2 separate regions of the Mus musculus genome follow, and region 2 is linked to region 1. Evidence: chromatin contacts called from public promoter capture Hi-C data. All regions are on one chromosome and are shown on one strand. Each heading gives the region's core, a stretch centred on a gene start, on an enhancer-like site or on the middle of the called end of the contact. The rest is flanking DNA. Distances are from core to core; before and after follow the strand shown.

The links. Capture Hi-C pulls out chosen DNA fragments and counts their contacts.
Region 2: a promoter capture Hi-C map of liver shows a contact between it and region 1, with 2.9 times the contacts expected there. The contact joins the promoter of Rbm33 here to the promoter of 1700096K18Rik in region 1. A contact is called at or near these places in 2 of 39 promoter capture datasets (cranial neural crest and hippocampal neurons) and 1 of 9 other capture datasets (liver).

The regions. Positions count from the first base shown.
Region 1 is chr5:25,527,116-25,532,921 of GRCm38.p6, reverse strand. It overlaps 1700096K18Rik (RIKEN cDNA 1700096K18 gene), which reads right to left and starts at 2,904. Exons shown (of 1, transcript NR_027388.1): 1 at 1,456-2,904.
Region 2 is chr5:28,313,872-28,320,128 of GRCm38.p6, reverse strand. Rbm33 (RNA binding motif protein 33) reads right to left here and starts at 2,940. Exons shown (of 19, transcript NM_028234.1): 1 at 2,719-2,940. The coding sequence starts at 2,761. Gm35602 (a long non-coding RNA gene) reads left to right here and starts at 3,042. Exons shown (of 5, transcript XR_003955879.1): 1 at 3,042-3,635; 2 at 5,522-5,621.

The sequences.
Region 1 (5,806 bases), core at 1,655-4,154:
ACACCACCAGCGCCAGCTCTACCAGCTCTCAAGGGAGGTGCTGCCTAGGCAAGAGGGCTGCCCTCCCTCCTGCAGCAGCTGGCAAGGGGGTGGGAGGCAGCTCTTCCTTGCTCACACCAAGTAGTTTTTCTTACGTGATTGGCCAGTTTTAAAATGACACACTGCATTAAAACGTTTAAGAAAAATAAGCTGTGCCTAGTGGCATAGGCCTTTATCTCAGCAATACAGAAGTCTGAGGCCAGAGGAGTCTCTAAAACTTGAGGCCAGCCTAGGATACATACTGAATTCAAGGCCATCATTGGGTATCTGAGACCCTATCTCAGAAATAAAACAAAAGGACTGTGCTGGAGAAGGCCCGGAGGGGCTCTGCGTTCTGGAGTGGCGCTGCTTGGGCCAGCTGCTTGCTGGGTGAGGGCTGCTGGTGTTACATTTGAGGAAAACTGCGACAGGATATGTTTGGCACTTCCCCCGACGGGATCCCAGCTGCCATGAGTGCTGCCCAGGAGTCTCATATGCATGCACGAGGTGAAGCGTTCAGCTTCCCCCGGCGGTAATCTTGTACCTAGCAATTGGGAGGCAGCAGACTTGGGCAATGAAGAAAGAAAACAAGAGTTCTTGAGACTTATGGGTGCAGAAAAGAACACACTGGTCATCTTGTTATAGGAGATCACAAATTAACATCTCACTTCTGATCAGGGGAAGAAGGCAAGAAAAGTCATGAAGAGCTGGAGAGAGTACCAGCAGAGCATGGACAGCAAGTTGTCAGAAGTTTAACATGACTTCCTATTGTAATACCTATGGGATAAGTCATAAGTTGTAATACCAATGGGATAAGTCCATGACAGGAGTTCATACTCATGTTTTTGACACTGTTGACTTTGCTTATTGCTAATATCAAGGTGTATTTTTTTTTTGTTGAAGGAAGAAAACCTTTGTAGTTGTATAGTCTGCTTAATATTAACTGACAGTAAAGAATGACCAGCGCACTGCGCATGGGCAAGTTCTGGGTTCTATTCCCAAGGAGATGGAAGAATTAAACAGCCTTCAATGGGAAAAGACTTCAAAATCTTGGAAATTAAAAACAAAAGGGAGGTGTGGCCAGGAGGCTGTCTCCTGGGTTAAGAGTGCTTGCTGCTTCTTCCAAGGACCCAAGATCACTTCCCAGTACCAAAAGCTGGCGTACAACCTTTTGGAATTAACCCAAGCTCCAGGGATCCACGACTTTCTTCTGGCCTCAGTGGACAGTTACATATAGGTAATGTAAAAACAGAGACGTGCTGGGCGTGGTGGCGCACGCCTTTAATCCCAGCACTTGGGAGGCAGAGGCAGGTGGATTTCTGAGTTCGAGGCCAGCCTGGTCTACAAAGTGAGTTCCAGGACAGCTAGGGCTATACAGAGAAACCCTGTCTCGAAAAACCAAAAAAAAAAAAAAAAAAAAAAAAAAAACCAGAGACGTATAAAGACAATTTTTAATGCTGGTGGCAGTGTTGTACACCTTTAATCCCAGGAATAGAGGGGCAGAGGAATCTCTGAAATTTCAGTCAATGTGATCTATACAGGTGAGTTCCAGGCTATCTAAGGATACATGAGACCCTGTCACAGGGTGGAAATGCGTTCCATTCCTAGGTAAAAGAATAGCATGCCCACAAGTTGTCCTCTAACCTTAATGCTCTCACAGAAAAATAAAATCATACACAAACATTTTTATATATTTAAAGGCAAAGAATTCTTAACCAAATTGACTAAAGATAGGAACAGTAATTCCCTCTGGAAAATTAGCTGGCTGTAAAAAATGAGTTATAATGAAAAGACAATAACCTCACTATAAAGGCCTGTCTTGAATTTTAATTTTTTACAAGATTGGACTTCCAGTTCCTAGTAATGTACATGGTAATAAACATGAAGAAGCATTATTCAAATGTAAATGCTAATTGTTTTTATGTTTAATTTAAGCACTATTTTTTTTTTGTTTGTTTTGGTTTTTTTGAGACAGGGTTTCTCTTTTAACCATGGCTGTCCTGGAACTCACTCTGTAGACCAGGATGGCCTCAAGCACTATTTTTTTAACCAGACTTAAAATTAATAGAAGCGAAAGAATCTTCAGAGTGGGAGGGGCTTCAAGAAAGAACGACAAAAAGGCTATACAGGCTATTTTAAATGTACAAAATTTATATCTGTGTATACTGCAAATAATGTGCCTTCCAAAAAGGCTAAAATGTAAAGGCAAAACAAATTATTTCACTGATGAACCACTCATTTGGTAATGTCTTTCTTTACATTTGGGTTTTTTTTTTTAAAAATCTAGAGATACTGAATAGAAGTATTCACAAAATATCCATTGGTTAGAGTACGGTGTTCGAACGAAAATGAAAGGTTTGTAACCGGTCGTTTCGCTGTAGTACTGTAAGAAAGCTTTTAAATAATTAGTGCAGAATTCCAGCGTAGTATTGCAACCCAGCGTCTGTGGCCATGTCACCTTTAAGTGTGTGCAGTTTGGAAGAGCAGAGTTAGTTGGGTATTGTTAAAACAGCGTCGTTGTGTCGTGCGGGGACGTTCTCATCTTCTGAATGAGCGAGAGGGAGAAGGGCCCCGCCGTGGTCCCCTAAGCAGTGAGGCTCTGGGCGAATAATCGCACGGGATGCTGCGTGACAGTGGCTGGACGCCCGCGCCATTGTGAGGTCGGCGGCGCGGATCCGAACCTGTATTACTTCTCGGTGAGGCGGACTTGCGGGCCCTTGGACCGAGGTCAGCTCCGAGTGGAGAACAGGTAACTCAGGGGCCGGATCCCTCCGCGACAAGTAGTGCGCTGTGCGCTTTCCCGAGCCCACGGCGGGCGCCGGAGATCGCGGACCTGGCTCCCGGAGGATCGGCGGGCACTGGCCCGAAGGCTAGGAGACCTTCGGCAGCCCGAAGGCTGGAGCGGGCCGGCGAACGGCAGGTGTCCGCCCCGCCCCCACCCCCGCGGGCAGGAAGAGGAAGCGGTGCGGCCCGGCCCCGGGGCCACCCGCAGGGCCTCGCGGGGCGGGGGCGCCGGAGCTACAAGAAGCGCGTGACCTAGTTCGTCCCGAAGTGGACTTGACAGGTTGTCATCGCGGCTCCCCGCCCCCACTGTCTTCCGGGTCTGGCTCCTCCCCCACCCTCGAGCTCCCACTGGCCTCGCCCAAGCTGTACTCCCTGCCATTGGCTTCAAACCAGGGGCCACGCCCCAACCCAGCTCGCCCTGCCATTGGCCACGCGTCCCAGGCCGCTCTCCCAGTCATTGGCTTCGTCCCAGAGGCCCCGCCCCCAGTCTTGCTGGTCCTCGGGTTGGCCTTGCAGCGCCCCTCTTTCGGCTCGTCCTCCTATTGGCCCCTCGCGCCAGGCGCCTTGCCTCCTATGGTCCGCGGTGGATTCCAGCTGGTCACTGTTGAGTTTGTTCCCGTGGGCATTCCGGTTTCTGTCGGCTTCCCTCCCTCTTTGCTGCGTTTCTTCCTGCTTTCTTTGGGTCTGGGAGCCCGGGCCTCGATACCTGGTCCCGGTCCCAAACTCAATGTAGCAGCGATCTACATTTGCCTCTGTACCCCGCCGCACCCCGCCCCTTTCAACTCCTTCTTCCCCAGCCCCCACGCACACCGCCTTCATTCCCTCACACCTCTCCTTAAATTCGGCTGAGTGGAACAGACTTCATTTCGAAATCAGGGAGAGGGGTTAAGTGATAAACGTCAATATCAATATTAGCTGGTTTTGGTTCCAGAAAGGAACTGGACGGCCCAGATCATTCAAACATTTTGTTGTTGATGGTGGTGGGGGTAGTGCTTTTCTTTGGGTGTGTCTTAGGTTTGGAGGTTTCTTCAAACAGGATCTCACCTCTCCCTTTGTATCTCTGACTGGTTTGGAACTCGCTAGTTCCTTGGTACGGGGTTTGACTGCAGAAGCCAGAGAGGGCGGCCGCTGGGTTCCTGGAGCCGCTGGTTGTGGGCCACCTAACTTGGGGGCTCCTCTGCAGAAGGTTTCATCTCTCCACCCTGGGATTGAATTTTTTTAATTAATTTTCATTTTATGTGCATTGGTGTTTTGCCTGCCTGTATGTCTGTGTAAGGATGTTAGATTCCAGTCGGAGTTACAGTCGCAAGCTACCTTGTGGGTGCTCGGAATTGAACTAAAGTCCTCTGGAAGAGCCAGAGCTGTGAACCTGAGTCATCTTTGCAGTCCCAGGACTTAGTTCCTAAAGTGACCAAATTTGTTACTCCAAAAATAATAGGCTGCCTTTCCTGAGTAGCAGTCAAATTTCCATTGTTTATGCAATATTGACATTTAAAATTTACATGTGTACTTTCTATAATTGAGCTAGCTTTTTTAAATCGTTTTAGAGAATAGAAATAAGCTGGGCAGTGGTGGCTCATGCCTTTAATCTCAGCTCATGAGAGGCAGAGGCAGGCGCATTTCTTAGTTTGAGGCCAGCCTGGTCTACAAGAGTGAGTTCCAGGACAGCCAGGGCTACACTGAGAAACCAAGGGGTGGGGGGGAGGGGGAGGGGAGAGAGAAGAAATAAACTGATAAAACTGCACAGTGCAATGTAGTCTCCAAGAGAAATTTAGTTGAAATTTGAAACTGGCCTAGCCTTTGCTGGTGAGCAGAGGAAGGGTTACAGATCCCAGGCCTGTCAGGGCTGTGCATTGAAACCCTGTCTTCTGGGGGTTGTCTTAATCCCCACTGTGGTAATTCTGGTACTCTCCGCATTTGGGATTTGGGGGCAGGAAGAATTCAAGGCCAGCCTCATGGGGAGTTCAAGGTCAGTATGAGCTATTTGAAACCAGCTCAAAAACAAAACAGCTGTTGAGTGTGGTGGTCTTGCCTGAGATCCCAGTGCTGGGGAGGCTGGAGTAAAATCAGGAGTTCAAGGCCAGCCTGGGCCACAGAAGACCCTGACCCACTTACTCTGCCACTCCCTCTCCACACCCATGACTTTTTCAAAATTACTAAAGTAGATGATCTTGTGTGCATGCAGGTCAGGCTCCGCAGATTGCCCTGTCAGGCTCATTAAGGCATTCCAGTTGACAGAAGTGGCCTTTTAGGTTGCATCCCGAGGTCTGCAGAGCTCCGGGATCCTGGCTGGGGGAGGCCCAGCTCTGTAGGTGCCTAGCTTGCGCAGTCCAGGCACACTGAGAACCTTCCCTCAGGGCTTCCCATTTCCAACTTTGCACTTGAGGCTTCGGGGCTTGTGTGTGGAGCTGCATCTCTTCTGACTTCTCAGGCCAGCCTTCAGTGTCAGCTGATCTGAAATGGGTCCTTTCCCTGCCCCCAACCAGGTACTTTCTGTCCTCTCCCAGTTACTTCCTTCAAAGCATGCTGCACCATCTGAAGCCTTCTTGTTTACTTAAAATGGCTGGTTCCCCTTCTCCCTCCAAGCTGGGCTCTTTCTATTTGCTAGGGCAGGTTTAGCAAATGCTTAGTGGATAAACAAATGCTTCCATGAGATGGGATCCAGTCAACAGGCAACCCAGTCTTCCTATTGGCTGGACCCCATGGTGTAGACACACCTGTGAACAAGAATTGGGAGAGGAGCTACTCTTGTAAACAGTTTATGATTCTTTCATTTTCTTACTTTATTTCCTGTTATTTCTTGATGAGCAGAGTAAGAACTAAGGCATGTGGACTCAAGGACAGCCTTTTGCCCACTTTGTTTCAGGTTGTGTACAGACTGCAGAGTCTGACTGGGCCCCGGGCTCGGGCCGGGCCCTGGCGGTGGCCCCAGGTGGGCAGATCCTTGGCAGGCAGCCCCCCTTTCCCCAGGGCAGCTCCAGGCTCTGCTGGATGCTGGTTCCAG
Region 2 (6,257 bases), core at 1,691-4,190, 2.8 Mb before region 1:
GGGACATTTAATGGATTTAGTTTAACAATGCAGTTAGATTAGGCAATAACCAGGTTTTGTTGGGGAAGCAGGTAAAGACAGACTCTCACTATGCAGCCCAGGTGGCCTCAAACTCACAATCCTTCCACCACAATTTCCCAAGTGCTGGGATTATAAACCCATGCCAGGTACACAGCAGCCTTTCAGAGTATGGCACAGTACACACTAGAACTACCCATGAAGCTTGTGCAGTACTAAATCATAATGCCATAACTGTAAACTCGAAAGCCACTGTGCTAGGTGACATGCTAAACCGAGGTGTCAAGTAAGCAATCTACAGATATAAAGACGGTATTACCTACAATGTAAATATTTCCAGTGTAATGGTTTTGTTGGTTCTACAGCAAACATTGGAAATCTAATGGACAAGAGAAAGGGCATTGTTTTCTTTTAAATGAAATATTTCAATCTCTAACTCATCTATCAAGTATATGCTGAACACATGTACAAGGTCAGGAATTTGGGGTGCATGGCAAAGCAGGCAGATATGCTTGTCCTCATAGGTCTTAAAAAACAATTTACAGATTAAGGTAATTGTTCAAGAGAAAATAAGAGTGTTACTAGATGGAGAGGGAGGCACTGAGGTAGCAAACAGATAAATAGAAGCCAATGATTTCTCTAGTAAGGCCTCCTCCCTCAGGAGCCGGAGCATGCTGAATCAGGAGACAGTTACAGGATATTTGATCACACTGTGATCCCCCCAAGATTGTGTTACTTACTAAAAACAAAACAAAACAAAACAAAAACAAAAAAAATGTTTCTAGTTGTATCTCAGCCTTAGCACCTTTAATCCCTCCGCTGGAATACAGACATGCCCTTAGTACACACTTTTAATCCCAAACAAGGAAGGTAAAGTTAGTTTATAGAAGAAAGCACCAATGTTTGAAAGGGATGTCTAATTGAGTGGCAGACAATAAGTGAAAATAAGGAAGGGAGAGAGGGAGGAATGGAGGGATGGAGGGATGGAGGGAGGGAGGGAGGGAGGGAGGGAAAGGGAAAGAAGGAAAAAGAAAAGGAGGAAGGGGGCAGTTTTACTGGCGAGTTTTACAAAGACAGGTTGAAGGAGAGAACAAGCCAGAAAATGAGAAGAAGCCAGAAGATTAGAAAAGGTTGCTAGAGTTGGTGTGAGGCCAAACAGAGCAATCCAGGAGAAGCCATCCCAGAGAAGCCAGATCGATCAGCTTGAGAAGAGCTTGAGCCAAAACAGCTAAGTTGAACCAGCCAGGGTTCAGAAAGAACTAGAAAGGGTGAACTTACCCAACAGTAAGCCTCAGAGATGACCAACTACCAATAGGAGTGTAACCCCTTCAAGGCAGGAACAGTGTACTGCACATGGGCTGAAGAGGTCCAGCAGTTCCAGGACTGCAGAGCTGCTGAGCACCAAGGTGAATATTCAAAAGAACTTGCCTACTTTCCCAAGGAGTTTGGATTAAGTCTAAGCAATGGAAATGCTGACAAGATATTAAGATGGAAGAAAAATTCCAAACTTCCAAAAAGGCAATCTAGCCTTCTAAAATTACAACCCTCAAACTTTCTGGCTAAAAACTAATATACAGCCCTCAAGTTTTATTTGTGTGGATATTTATCAGTTTTTACTATTAAAGTTTTAAATGAGAAACTTAAAAGATCATAAAAGCGCATAGTCCCCAAGCCATCCATGTCAAGTCTTCACATGCCACACAGCCTCTGGAAAACCAAACCACACTAGTGAGAAAAAATGGAAAATGAAAATATCATCTTCATCTTTTAAAAACAGCTTTGACCCAAGGGCTCCCATAACACTGAGACTCACATATAAAACCTTAAGTTTTTACCTTCTCTAATCAGGTAGAGTAGACAAAATGTATTTTAAGCATTTAACTAGAAAGCCTCGAATCTGCATGTTAAAAAAAAAAAAATCATCTATGTAAGCTGGCAGTGACATATACCATACCACATCCTGCCAGAAATGGCATTCTGGATGTAGTCTCTGCCGTTTGGGTTTTTTGTTTTGAGGTCAGAACTCCTAAGCAGGGTTGTTTAACATGCCCACCCCAACCCCCAATCTGTAAGTAAGCATCACTAACACCTCTGGAATATGTAGAATAGTTCAAGTGTCTATAGCCAGAACTAGCTGGCAAATGCTTTTGTTGTCCACATTTTACCGTGAGGGTCTTTTATCCAAGTCCTGAAACGTCATTTTTTTTATTGTTCCACATCTTTAAAAAAAAAAAAAAAAAAAAAAACCCTCGTTCAACAAAACGTGGTTTTACTTATAACTGGCTAGTCTTTCCATATCGTTTACGATTGCGAAATGAAAATACTCAAACAACTGGTTCAGTAACCAACCCTTTGTACACGGTCTTCATCCCTTTCAAGCATACTGCCAAACACAAGTTTTCCTTAGATGATAATAGGTTTATTTAAAGCACCCTAATAAACCGCAAAATTCTTTTTACACTGAGTAGGCTGCTTGCCGCTGCCCAGGGCGCATCTTCCAAGAAGACTGGAAGTCGCCAGGGCCCCCCGACCCCGTCGCGGGGCCGCCGCCGACCTCGCGTCGCCGCCTCGGGCCTAACGCTCCGCGCTCCCGGCCTGAACGGCGGCGGCAAGCCCGGGGCGGCTCCGTCTGTGGCGGGGCAGCACGAAGGCCCTACATAAAGGGTGCCCGGTCTACGGCCCCCGCCGCGGCCCACGTACCTCCAGCGCCTGCTCCTCCGCCTGCGCCCAGGGCGGCCGCCATGGTGGTCCCCGGGCCCGGCCTTCAGCCGTCCCCCGAGCTCCTGGCAGGCCGACGGCTCTGGTGCGGGCCGGGGAGGCGGGGGAGCGGCGAGGGCCGGCGCCCGCGAGCGAGCAGAGGCGAGGCCCGCGCGTCGCGGTCCGCAGCGGACCCTCGCCTCCGCAGGAAGAAAACAACACTACGGCAACATGGCCGCGCCGCGGTGCACGCCGGGAGCAAGGCGGGCGGAAGAGCCAGGCGGCGGCGGGCGGACGCCTAAGGTCCCGGGTGCCTGAACGCCAGCGAGTGCCCGGCGGCGCGCGCTAGAAAGAGCAGCGCACAGACACAGTTTCGGCCGGGCTGGAAGGCCGAGGCTTCAGGCGGGAGGAGTGTGGACGGCCACACGCCGTAAAGTCGACATAAATCGCCTTGCAGCAGTAGGCGCGGCTGCGCTTTACGACGGCTGAGCCGCCGTGGCAAGTGGAGCCGAAGCGCGGCCGGAGACGCTAACGGCCGAGTCTGGCTACCGCGCCCCCAAGCTTGAGGCGCGCGAACGCTACATCGACGCACGCGCACTCGCGTTCGCGCGAGCTGGCGGAAAGCCTCGCGCGTAGGGTCTTAGGAAAGGAGAGGAGGTGTGTGGCGGTGGCACTAGGTACCACGACCTCAAAGACGGACTCCAGAGCATCCTAAAGCAAGTCCCCAAGCCTGCGGCTTTGAGGACGAGGTTTCGGGCAAAAGCGAGCTGGGAAGGCGGAGGAGCCCCGCAGGTGGGCCCTTGGAGAGGCCCGGCATGGAGGCTGGTCGCCGCTCAGTGAGAATTCCAGACGCGGGCATCCACATTCCCGGAAAGTCTTAGGGAGCTAAAAGAATGTCTGCTGTGAAATTCAACTTTTAGGTGATTGAAATTTTTCCTCATAAAAAAAAAAAAAAATCCCTAAAATCCCTGCTTTATAATGTTCATTTAAGAAACAGAAGGAAAAAAAATTCCTTTTTTAAAAAATCGTCATGAAGTCATTGCCCAATAAAAGTAAGCCTGGCATGGAGCCTCACTGACTAACTAGATTTCTGTCAGAAAGCACATTAATTCATATCTAAACTGCTTGAACCCCTTGTCACCTTTTCCTAATTTTTACACTGTTCAGGATGGACTACCCAACTGAGAATATTTTCAAGATAATATCAGTGCTGGTCTTGAGAAAGACCTCTCAAAAATAGGTACAATGATAAAATTACTTCATAATACTTTATAACGTATTACACATGAAAAAAGACGTGCATCTCAATTATAGCAAATGAAGATTAAATTGCTCAAAGGCCACTGAATATCCACTTCGAATGAGTCAGGATTTCAACTCTATGTCTGCCTTGACTCAAATCTCATGTTCTAACATAGCTATGACCTTAAGAAAGTAGTTTTCTTAATTTCACCTAAAACTGAAATTCTCCAGGACAGGAAACTCTAAACATTCTGTACTGAAACATTCACTAGAAAAACATTTAACCTGTATGTAGGAACACCTAGTATTTAGAGATGTGATCACTTGCTGTGAGTACAGATTTAATCACCCCCTTTTCCTTATCACTACATACCACTTCAGTCAGCTCTCTAACTTCCTCTAGAAACCTGTTAAAGGCTCAGTGTCAACCAGGAAACCAAACTGCAACGCTTGTGGTGAAAATGGTTTCAGAGCACGGCTCAGCCCTTAAATACCTCACAGGAACCTCGCCCTCTGTGCTTTCCTAATTGAGGTTACTATCTAAACGTGAGGGTTTAAGAATGAACTCTCAGCCCGGCGTGGTGGCACACGCCTTTAATCCCAGCACTCGGGAGGCAGAGGCAGGCAGATTTCTGAGTTCAAGGCCAGCCTGGTCTACAAAGTGATTTCCAGGACAGCCAGGGCTATACAGAGAAACCCTGTCTCGAAAAAAAAGGAACTCTCAGAGCTATTAGATACACTGGCTTCTATAGGTCAGTAGCTTTTAAGCCAAGGAGGCACCTTCCCCTCAGTGAGTACCTAGGTGGCCTTGGAGACACACTGTGCCTTCATTGACACCTAACACCCAAATCTTGGCTTTTGAATCCTATATTCCAAAAGAATAGTTTCTATTTGAAACACTTCACCTGAGTTAACTAACACTTCAATTATGAGTGAATAAAAATCTTGTGTACCTACAGAATGAAGTAGGAGAACAATGTCTTTTGTGGAGATCAAAGACGTCTACCTAACACCCAGTGTAGTCACTGACCAGCTATAATAAAGACTTTCTATTGGCTTAAATAAATAAACAAACAAATAAATAAAATGGAATAGTGACTGAAAGCACAAAAAGTAAAGCAAGTTAGAAGCACAGGCAGTCTATAAGTCATGGAATGATCATTTGCTCCACACTCTATGCCTCCATAAGGGCCGTACATTTTACTAATTAAAAAGTGGGGCAAGTGAAGATTAAATTAATCAAAAGTCTCTGGATCTGCACTTTCAACAAATGAATCACGATTTCAACTCTGTATCCATCTTGACTCAAATCTCATGCTCTAACATAGCTATGGCATTGAGAAAGTAAAATCTTCTAACAAGAAAGAAATGGAATTCAGTGATCAATAGTTCTCCAGGGAGAGACGCTTTCTACATTCACATTTTCTTGTTGAAGAGACAGTATCTCCACTGCCTGCCCCGGGTGCATGCTGTCATGTCGTTCCTTCCATTATGAACTCTCCTTCTGGAATCATAGACCCAAATATAGACTTTCATATGTTTTTTGTTTTTTTTTTTTAAAAAGGCTATCTGAGTTAATTGTTGAGAAACTTCTACTGAAGAATGCTCTATGCGGGTTTGTAATCTTCAAAAGCATCACATTTATGAACGTCTGGGAAAAACAGGTAGGTGGAGTTCCTGGCTAAAGAAGAGTCATGGCCACCAAGTACAGCCCATGACTGAAATGGCTCTCCCAGGGAGATGTATCAGTGGGCCAATTGTGAAAATAGGAAGGCCACAGGATCAGAGAGGTGGAATATGACAGTTAACTGCTTGATTTTGATTGTTGTGGTTGGTAAGTAAGAATGCTTTGGCATACTAAACATAAAGGTGGAGGGTGGATACCTACTCAGAATTCACATAGTAATGCATTCAACCAAAACATGGAGTTAGATGGATGGTTCAGTGGTTAAAAGCATATACTGAGGGGCTGGAGGGATGGCTCATCCATTAAGAGCACTGACTGCTCTTCCAGAGGTCATGAGTTCAATTCCCAGCAACCACATGGTGGCTCACAACCATCTGTAATGGAATCCAATGTCCTCTTCAGGTGTGTCTGAAGGCAGCGACAGTGTACTCCTATACATAAATAAATAAAACTTTAAAAAAAAAAAAGCATATACTGCATTCACAGAGGAGCAGTGTTTGGGTCCTAGTCCCATGTCAGGCAGCTCACAAACACCTATAACTCCAGCTCCATGGGATCTGATGCCCTTTTCTGGAGTGCACCTACACATTTGTATATACCCTCACACATTTTC